Regions from separate parts of the Sus scrofa genome. Here region 1 is linked to region 2. Evidence: chromatin contacts called from public HiChIP or PLAC-seq data. All regions are on one chromosome and are shown on one strand. Each heading gives the region's core, a stretch centred on a gene start, on an enhancer-like site or on the middle of the called end of the contact. The rest is flanking DNA. Distances are from core to core; before and after follow the strand shown. Region 1 overlaps WDR70 (WD repeat-containing protein 70). Region 2 overlaps WDR70 (WD repeat-containing protein 70).

Region 1 (4,491 bases), core at 993-3,492, 110 kb after region 2:
CCCTTTGTTTCTTTTTGTATTAGAGTTTTATTCAACTCTCAGTCATCTTTCAGGATATTTCATAAATGTCATTTGTTCTGTGACGTCTCTTCCCAGCAAAATTATTTCCTTGCTATAGTCCCACAGCTAGTGTAGCATAGTGTCGGGTTCTCACAGGTGACGTTGAGTTTGACTATGTACCTTGCAAAAGATGGTGAATTCCCGAACTCACCAAGTTTACAATAATTCTGTTAGGACTGGGGTCTTGTATTACTTGTCTTTTGCATTCCTCACATTGCCTAGCAAATACGTATTGCTGGATAAATGTTGGTGGATTTGAATGCTTGATTTTGAATATAATCCTAGACAAAAAGCAACATTTAAAATTGCACATTAACAGCCATCTCAAAATCAAAATTACTAAATAGTGCTGGCTGTTGGTTGAAGTTTGTCATATGCTCTTTTCTCTAGTAATACAATACAAATGAAATCCTATTCTGTAAAATGCATTACAGATAAAACATTGAGGAAGGGGGTTGATAAATAGCTTTCTATAATTGGTCAGAGATAGACTAATTATTCTCTCTAATAAGCCTCTGGAGCCAAAATGGACTTTCAGGATAGTGCCAAAATATGTAAAAGTCAGTGGAATAGTCTTTTCTTTCCTAGAGGTTAGGAGTAAATTTGGTAACTTCTAGTGGGCTATTTTAAGCCCATGTGTCCATTTGGGGTAATGTATGTTGAACCATTTCCTGCTGAAGAATTAAGCTACTCCATGGGTTTACTTTAGAAGAGAAAAACTCTTAAAATCCATTGGGGTATGGGGTAATGGTTTTGACTAAGCCTGCAACACTTAAAACGTTTCATATATTTATATATAAATATATGCCTTACATTTTTGGTTAAACTTTGAAAATTGGTAATATCCCCTCTTCCTTCTTCCTGGTAATTTAAGTGTATTTAATTTACTCAAATTCTTCTTTTCTGGGCCTTTTCTGATTTTTTTGCAGGGATGATAGGGGCTTGATCATTTATCGTGCTTCTTTGTAAAGGATGTTCAGAACTACAGGAGCAAACAGAATGACCTCTACGGTGGGGAAAAAAAAAAGGTTAAGGAGTGTTAGAATCTGATTTATGGACTTAATGATTATCTTAGATAAAAGGAGGAAGAAGGAACCAGCTCAAGTTAAGCAAGAATTTCTAATTCCCAGGAAAAGCCAAAAGGAGAAGCCACTGATAACAGCTTCAAAAATTGCCCATAAATAAATTGCTGGACTGAGGGATTATGGCCTGTTCTGAAATATGTGTAAAATTATATGTAAAGGTCAAGAGAGTGTCATTAATATGTATGACTGGATTCCAACTCTAGTAGACAATCCATTCCCTCAGGCGTAACATGAGATAGTTGAGCATTGAAGGAGAAACATTCTGTGAAGCCTGTGTTGTGTGATACAATTATGTTACACACTTGTATCCTTTGGTGTTATGATTGCTGGGAAAGACTTGGTGTATCACCAGGAAAAGGGGCTTACTGGATACATGTGGTCTGTGGGGCCTCTGAGAAGTTGTGGTTTCTCTGCTGAGCATGGTAAACAGTTCTTGCCCAGTTGGTTGAGCCAGAGTCCTAGGAATTATCCTTGATAACTCCCTTTCTTCGAGCCCCAGTCTCGCCAGTTCTGTAGATTCTACCTCTGAAAAAACCTGTTGAATCAGTTTGCTTCACTCATTTAGTAAATATTATTTGAATGAATGAATGTATTCAGTTGCTCATTCAAATCACTATCAGCTCTCAACAAGTCTTTCACTTTTGTTTTTTCTCCTACTGCAGTGATATTTTCAAAAAATCGCAAATGAAGTCCCAGCTTTAAATGTCTAGTCTTTAGGCTAAGATCCAAAATATTTATCACTTCCCACATGACCTTGCATAACCTGGTCCTGGCTCTCTCTATTTCATCCACAGCAACTGGTTTTCTGATTCTCCAGTAACTCACACTCCCTCCCACTCCTTGGCTTTAGCACCTGCTCTTCCCTCTTCCTGGTATGTTCTTATTTCCATTATTTTAGTAAACTTTACTTCCTCAGATAGACCTTCCCCAATCTACATTAGTTCCCTGCTATAGTTTTTGAAATCCTAGCACTATTCTTGCAGAGCCCGTGATATAACTGGGAGTTATAGAGGCAGAACGTCTGGAATGAGTTAGTTGTCTGTAGTCTCTGCTCTGTCCTCAGCTGTCATCTACCCCACAGCCCATTCCAGTTAAGCTTTGATTCAGACTGCTCCACCAAAAATGCCCTCTTCAGGACTCTCAGTGACTGTCATTTTGCCAGATTCTGGTGGTTCTCTCATTTTACCTTACTTGACTTCTCAGCAAACTTCATCACAGTGGACCATATCCTTCGTGACACTTTCTTTCTCCCTGGTTTTTGTGACTGTCTGGTGCGGTCCTCTAGGATGCAGGTGCTGAGATGGAGAGAGATGTGCAAGAGGCTTATTGGGAGGAGGGGCTTGCTCGTAAAGGAAACAAGAGGAAGGGAGTAAGATTGGATAGGTCAAGGTCTCAGACCAAGGTTTAATAGCTGTGAAAGTGGAGAGGAAGCACGATTGGGCAGGGAAAACTTCAGACCCTCATGCAGGTCTTACAAGTCCTTGGCCAGGGACTCCAGAACAAAGGTCACTGATTAGAAGAGACCTGCATTTGACTGATGCGGTCATGTCACACTACCCATAGTGACCTGGGAAGAATGTGGCTTTGGCTTAAAAGCTGAGTGGATCCTGAGGCTGTTAACAGCTGGAGGTTGTCAGTGAACTGCACTCCTTACAACTGAAATGACAAATGGGTTCTTGAAGGGAGATCCTAGCAGCACATCTCCACGGCTTGCCACAGAGACACTACACATTTTGCTGTTTTCCTCCCACTTACTCATCACTCCTTCTCAATGTTCTTTGCTTTTTCCTCCTTTTCCTCAACCTCTCAAAGTTCGAATGTATCAAGTTTTGACCCTGGATTCTTTGGTCATTTGAACTCTTTTCCTAAATCTTAATGGCTTTCAATACCATCTCTGCTCAGCTCATAGCTTTTCAGCTCTAGTTCTGCCCTCTCCACTGAACTTCAGGCTCCTAAATCCAGTAGCCTACTGGGTAACTCCTCTTCTGATGCCTAATAGCTCCCTCACTCTATCTGACCAAAATAGAACCCTCTTCTATTTTCTCCTATTTTAGTAAATAGCATTGCAGTCCATTTGTCCACACTGAGATGGACGAATTCCTCCCAGCTTCACTTTCTTGTCTAGTTCTGTATTTATTCATTTCTTCTCCCTCTCTACTGTAACCTATCTTGTCCAAGCCATCATAAGCTCTCATATGGACTCCGCAGTGGTCTCTTAACTGGATCCTTGCTTCCTTTCTGTCTTCGTAGAATCCTCCAGAATGAAAGCTTTGTGAAGGCAGAGGCTTTACCTCTCTTGTTCACCACTGTATCCATAGTGCCCAGTATAGTGTCTGGTGACACGGCTGACCCCTGTTAAATATTTGTTGAATGAAAGAAGAATGAGTGAATAAATGAATTGATTCTCCACTGGGAACTTATGACATACATCAGTTTATGCCCTGTTGCTGTTTAAAATTCTTCAGTGGTTTACCAATTTAGAGTAGAATCTGTATTATAAGACCCGATATAATCTGGTCCTTCCCACGTCACTGACTTCATCTCACATCATGTTTTGCTCCAGCCACAGCACCCTTCTCTCCATTTCTCACACCAAGCCCTTTCTCACATTAAGGCTTTCACTGTGGTCTTCTTCTTGGTAAGCTCTAAGGCAGGATATAGCTCCTGTCATTCAGATCTCAACTCCAGAACGTCATAGCCTCAGAGATAGTCTCCTGGCCATTGCATGTAATTCAGTACTACCCCCCCTCTCCTGCCCCCAACCTGCATCTCAATTTTGTCACACAGTTGTATTTTTTCTTTACATCATTTAATTCTTCTAGGTATTTAGTCATTTAGTCTTTAAACTTTATTTTAACATAGGGTGCCAGAACTAGTAGGTTCTTTTTTATTTTTAATTAGTTGCTAGTTAGCCTTTCCTTCCAGCTCTGTCTACCAAACAGTCCTTTCTCATCCTGCAGTGTATCTAATGTAAGGGGCCAAAGTAGCTGGACCAGAGCCTAGAAAGTTCAGTTTGGATTATGGTCATTTTAGGAAGGCTCTTGGGTGCTGTCTGGAACTTTTTTTCTATAGCCTTCCGAGCTATTAGGCTTTTCCTTAGGAGAGTGACCTCATCAAATTTACTTTTTACTTTTTTTTCCTGAAAAGCACATCACTTTTTTGACAGGATAAAGAGAGCTAGGCTAAAGGCAGAGAGCTCAGTCCCCAAGTTAGTTCTAGAGTGTAGACAACAGGTTATGATGGTCCAATCCAGGGCGCTGATGATAATTTGGTGGAAAATAGGGAACAGATGTGAGGCATGCTTCAGAATGAGATTCATCAGAACTTATCATCTGATCAGATATTC
Region 2 (4,606 bases), core at 1,399-3,898:
TTTGCATCCTGGCTTCTAGTACTATACATATACAACTTTTAAATTTTATGATGAATTTACCCCAGAAAGATTATATCTGACTTGCAAGTCTTTCGAAAACACTGTAAGGATGTATGTACATCAGATGGAATCACTCTTGTTATTCCAGATATGTTTGTTTTCATTGTTCTTACTGGGGGTAAATGAAAGAGCCTGGGAAATAATTCTTTGGTTGGCATTTAAAACCAAACCAAAACAAAAACTGGTATCTTTCCCCCTCTTACATTAAGACTGTAGCTCTTGTTATGAATTTTAGTAATAAATGACTTCATTGAAGTCTTATAGTTTATGATGTCCCCTGGCAGGGATATCATGAAAATATTTTACTGTTATAGCAAATTTCACACTAAGCCATATTTCAAAAAGTCATTACTAAAAGTTCTGGAAAAAGAACAGTCACCATCAAGTGATACGCTACCAAAAGATGGATTGCTACTATTTTAGATGATTTATTTGTGCCAATTATATGGGCTTTTTATGAGTTATGCTCTACATGATTTCCAGTAAAACTTTGATTTTGAATGTAAACAACATTTATTTAAACATTTAATTCATTCCTAATGTAAATACTGAGTTGTTCTGTGTTCTTGTAAGTTTTTTCTTTAAATGTCAGAAATTGTCTATATATAGGCACATTCTGCATCGAATTCAGTGAAATAATTTTCATCCCTTCTTTTGGTGACAGTGTTTCTTTTTACTGAGTGATGAAAAAGTAATTAGTTATGAAATGATACACAGACTATAACAGATTCCTCTCTAAGTAAAACATTTGAACTGTTCTCCTGTTTCTTTCAAGAGTACTTAGCACCTTTACATGAGTTTTTATTATTTGCAAATATTGTCAGCTGTGAAGGAAGCAGTGGTTTACATAATTTGGTATAGCATTAATCCAGAATTCATTTGTTCAACTTTTAAATTATTTTGGAATTTGTGTTGGAATATCATTATCTCTGAGATAGGTGTGTGTAGCACTTTGGAAAAGATAGTAAAGTAGTAAATTATCTTTGTCTTTAAATAAATTGCAAATTCGCCAGCAGTTCCTTGGTTTACTGTAAGTATTTTTGTTCAGTGCCTCTTGGTTCCCAGTCTCCTCTCTCTCTCTCTCTTTTTTTCTTTTAAATGGCTTTAGCTGCAGCATATGGAAGTTCCTAGGCTAGGGGTCAAATCAGAGCTGTAGCTGCGGCCTACACTATGGCTGTGGCAACACCAGATCCTTTTTTGATGTTGTTTTTTGTTTTTTAGGGCCGCACCTGCAGCATATGGAGGTTCCCAGGCTAGGGGTCTAATCTGAGCTAAAGCTGCCAGTCTATGCCACAGTCACAGCAATGCCAGATCTGAGCCACGTCTGTGATCTACATCACAGTTCATGGCAATGCCGGATCCTTAACTCACTGAGCAAGGCCAAGGATTGAACTTGCATCCTCATGGATGCTAGTTAGAATTTTTTCTGCTGAGCCACCACGGGAACTCCAACACCGGATCTTTAACCCACTGAGCCAGGTCAGGAATGGACCCTTCATCCTCTCAGAGACCATGTCTGATCCTTAACCTGCTGAGCCACAACAGGAACTCCCCTAGTCTCCTCTACTGTACTGGTAATGGAAACAGAACTGCCTTTATTTCTTTCTACTTGCAGCTTTCCATCTGATTTTAGTCTAAGGTAGAGTCATTTGGGCTTCAAAGCTTTTCACTTTTGGAAAATCTTCAATTATCTCTGACTCTCACTCACAAGGCTCACCTGATGAATAGCACCTATTTGTTGTTCTTTATGGACGTAAACATTAACGTTTGAAGGTAAATTAAAAGTTATAATCCAGTGTGATTTATGAGGTAGACATTGTAAGGGCCATTCATTCATTCCAAAAACTTTTGTGTGTGTCTGCTATACACCAGGTGTTTTGTAGTTTGGGGACCCAGAGATAATATATACACACAGTCTTTGAGAAGTGTCCATTTTGTGGTTTGGTTAGGGAGTGGAGTGGAGGGAAACAGTCAGAAATTATAACATATTGTGACAGGTTCTGTGATAGAGACAAGGAGAGCTTGTCATGGGAATGCGTAGAAAGGCCATTTAACCCAGAGTTTGAAATGTTGAGAAATCCTCCCAGGAGCAGGTCACATCTGAATTGAGTCTTAAAGGGTGAGTAGGAATTAGCCAAGTAAAGAGGAAGAGAAGCCTGGAAAAAGACAAAGATAGTATGACCAGAGGGACAGGAGGTAGGCCTTAGAATAAATGATGACTGTCACTGAGCACCTGCTTTGTGCCAAACTCTGTATTAAGAGCTTTAAACCACTCACCTCACAGTAACCTAAGGCACAAGCCCTGTTATCCTCTTTGCAGCTGAGGCAACTGAGAGTCATTACTCTCCAGAGGGTATGACAGGGTTAATGAGTATCAGAACCAGATTTTAAAAGCCTAGATTTTCTGGCTTTTTGTCAAGGCTGTTTCCTCCTAAGAAAGTACAGTTTCAAGATGGAGGAAATAGTTAAGTAGTTATCATGCTGTTGAAAGGTCAGATGTGCAGGTTAAGTTTTGAAAAGTGCCCTGGGACATTTATAGTAACTTACTTATTCATTCAAGAAATATTTACTGAGAGTCCCCTAAGTGCCAAGAACTGTGGTAAGCATTAGGAATTGAATGACCAGTGCCAAAGAGGTGGAGGTAGAAGGGTGAAAGAAAAGAGACACTGAGTGAAAACTAAAGTGTGAAGAAGCTTTACCATAAAGGAAAAGAGTGATAGAGCAGGGAATGTAGGGGAAATTGTGTGTGTTGTGTGTGTGTTGAATGTGGGAAGCACTTTAATTATTCATATGCTGGGGAGAAGCAGCCATAGTAGGGAAAAGATTTAAGATAAAATAGAGCTGGTGATTGATTGGTTCATCAAGGATCCTAGAGAATGAGGGAAGTCAAGGACCAGAATTTGTTAGATTGCACAATAATTTTGACATGGATTTGTAATGGCTGTAGAATTTTAGTATGATTCCCCTGCTCTTGGCTAATGGAGACTTGACTAAACAATAAAACTGCTTATTTAAATGATTACTGTGACCTCTTATGTCTGATTTGTGCATCCATCATCTCTATCCCTCAGTTAGTCTGTCCATACCCTTTCTAACATAGGACGTATTATATTAGAGCATTGATGCTTCCCTCTTAGACTTTATGTTTCTTGGGAGGGGAGGGGAGTCAAGGCTAAGTCTCGTGCCACTTAGCATCTGGTATAATCTCACTTTAATAAAGGCTTATTGAATTAATGAACCAGTGAAGGACTCAGTTCCTTATTTGTACCACTTAAATAGCAATTTTTTTGTTTTTTAAACTTTTATGGGTTAAATGGTATACATTTATTCTGTGCAAATTTTGTTGTCTCATAAATTAAGTACATAAACACTTTAAGGTATGCCCAAGTACCAATGAAAAGAGGACTTTAAAAGTTTTCCATACTAAGAGGCCCTTATGGTTTCATACAACCTGCAGAGTTTGAGTTTATCTTTTTAGAGATTTAAGATACATTTATTATCAGCTCAAAGCGACCAATTGTAATCTATCTAGAAGTATAGAAATAAAAAAATGCTCATTTTTTCCTATTTTTTAAAAAACACTGGCTTTTGTGTTTAAAAGCCAGTGATGCAATTTTTAAAAATTAAATTTCCTGTGAATGTGGTATGTGATTTCCTCCTAAATGTGGTACATTGCTTACCAATGTCATGGAATTTTCTTTTTTCAGAATCCTGTCCAAAAGATCCCTGACTCCCATGAGATAACTCTAAAGCATGGCACTAAAACAGTAAGTTTAAAAAATTTAATTCTTTTCCTCAATAACAGGGCTGTCATGGAAAAGTGAACTAATAAGATACATTCATATTAAGGCCAATTATATAGTCAACTTATATCACAAAGCTATAGATATAAGGAAAATAGATTGCTTTTCTGTTGAGTCAGAATAACCATTGCATTTCATTTAAAATAGGAACACTATTGTCATTGTTATTGTTGGCTTTAAAACCTCTCTCTTTGACAAAGGAACATTACAAGTGAAACGATGAAATGAAACTCAGATACTTTTTTTTTATGGTGTGGGAAAATTTCTCATTACCCTTAGCTTCATTTCTATGTCAATAAGAGGCCTGAGTTCATTTTTTACGTGGATGTTGAGCTAAGAAATGAACATAAGGGAATTCCTGTTGTGGCTCAGTGGGTTGAGAACCCAACCAGTATCCAGGAAGATGTGGGTTTGATCCCTGGCCTCACTCAGTGGCTTAAGGATCTGGCGTTGCCACAAGCTGTGGTGTAGGTTGCAGATGTGGCTCAGATCCCAAATCACCGTGGCTCTGGTGTAGGCTGGCAGCTGCAGCTCTGATTTGACCTCTCGTCTGGGATCTTCCATATGCCATGAGTGTGACCCTGAAACATAAGATAGTAACTTGTCTGGCTCTAAGATTATGTCACTTAAGTTTTATGGATTATATTTTTCCATTATCATATTTACGTTATTTAAAAATTAATAATGTAAAAATTTTGGAGTGTAAGATGAAATCACCTAATCTTACTGTAAAGCCATTACAA

What was found. HiChIP or PLAC-seq counts read pairs in DNA pulled down with a chosen protein or histone mark.
Region 1: an H3K27ac HiChIP or PLAC-seq map of skeletal muscle shows a contact between it and region 2. The contact joins two enhancer-like sites. A contact is called at or near these places in 3 of 47 Hi-C or Micro-C datasets (embryonic fibroblasts, epiblast stem cells and fibroblasts) and 1 of 2 datasets of contacts at active chromatin or transcription factors (skeletal muscle).

Annotation. Positions count from the first base shown.
Region 1 is chr16:22,759,144-22,763,634 of Sscrofa11.1, forward strand. All of the region lies in intron 9 of WDR70 (WD repeat-containing protein 70), which reads left to right. Among named protein-coding and RNA genes, the nearest start is that of WDR70, 160 kb to the left of the region's middle. Within about 2 kb of position 2,243, at least 3 of the 83 cell types and tissues checked have an H3K27ac peak or open chromatin away from gene starts, as enhancers often do. A contact at or near this core is called in skeletal muscle, where this site is marked.
Region 2 is chr16:22,649,678-22,654,283 of Sscrofa11.1, forward strand. WDR70 (WD repeat-containing protein 70) reads left to right here. Exons shown (of 18, transcript XM_021076962.1): 6 at 3,768-3,827. Among named protein-coding and RNA genes, the nearest start is that of WDR70, 52 kb to the left of the region's middle. Within about 2 kb of position 2,649, at least 2 of the 83 cell types and tissues checked have an H3K27ac peak or open chromatin away from gene starts, as enhancers often do. A contact at or near this core is called in skeletal muscle, where this site is marked.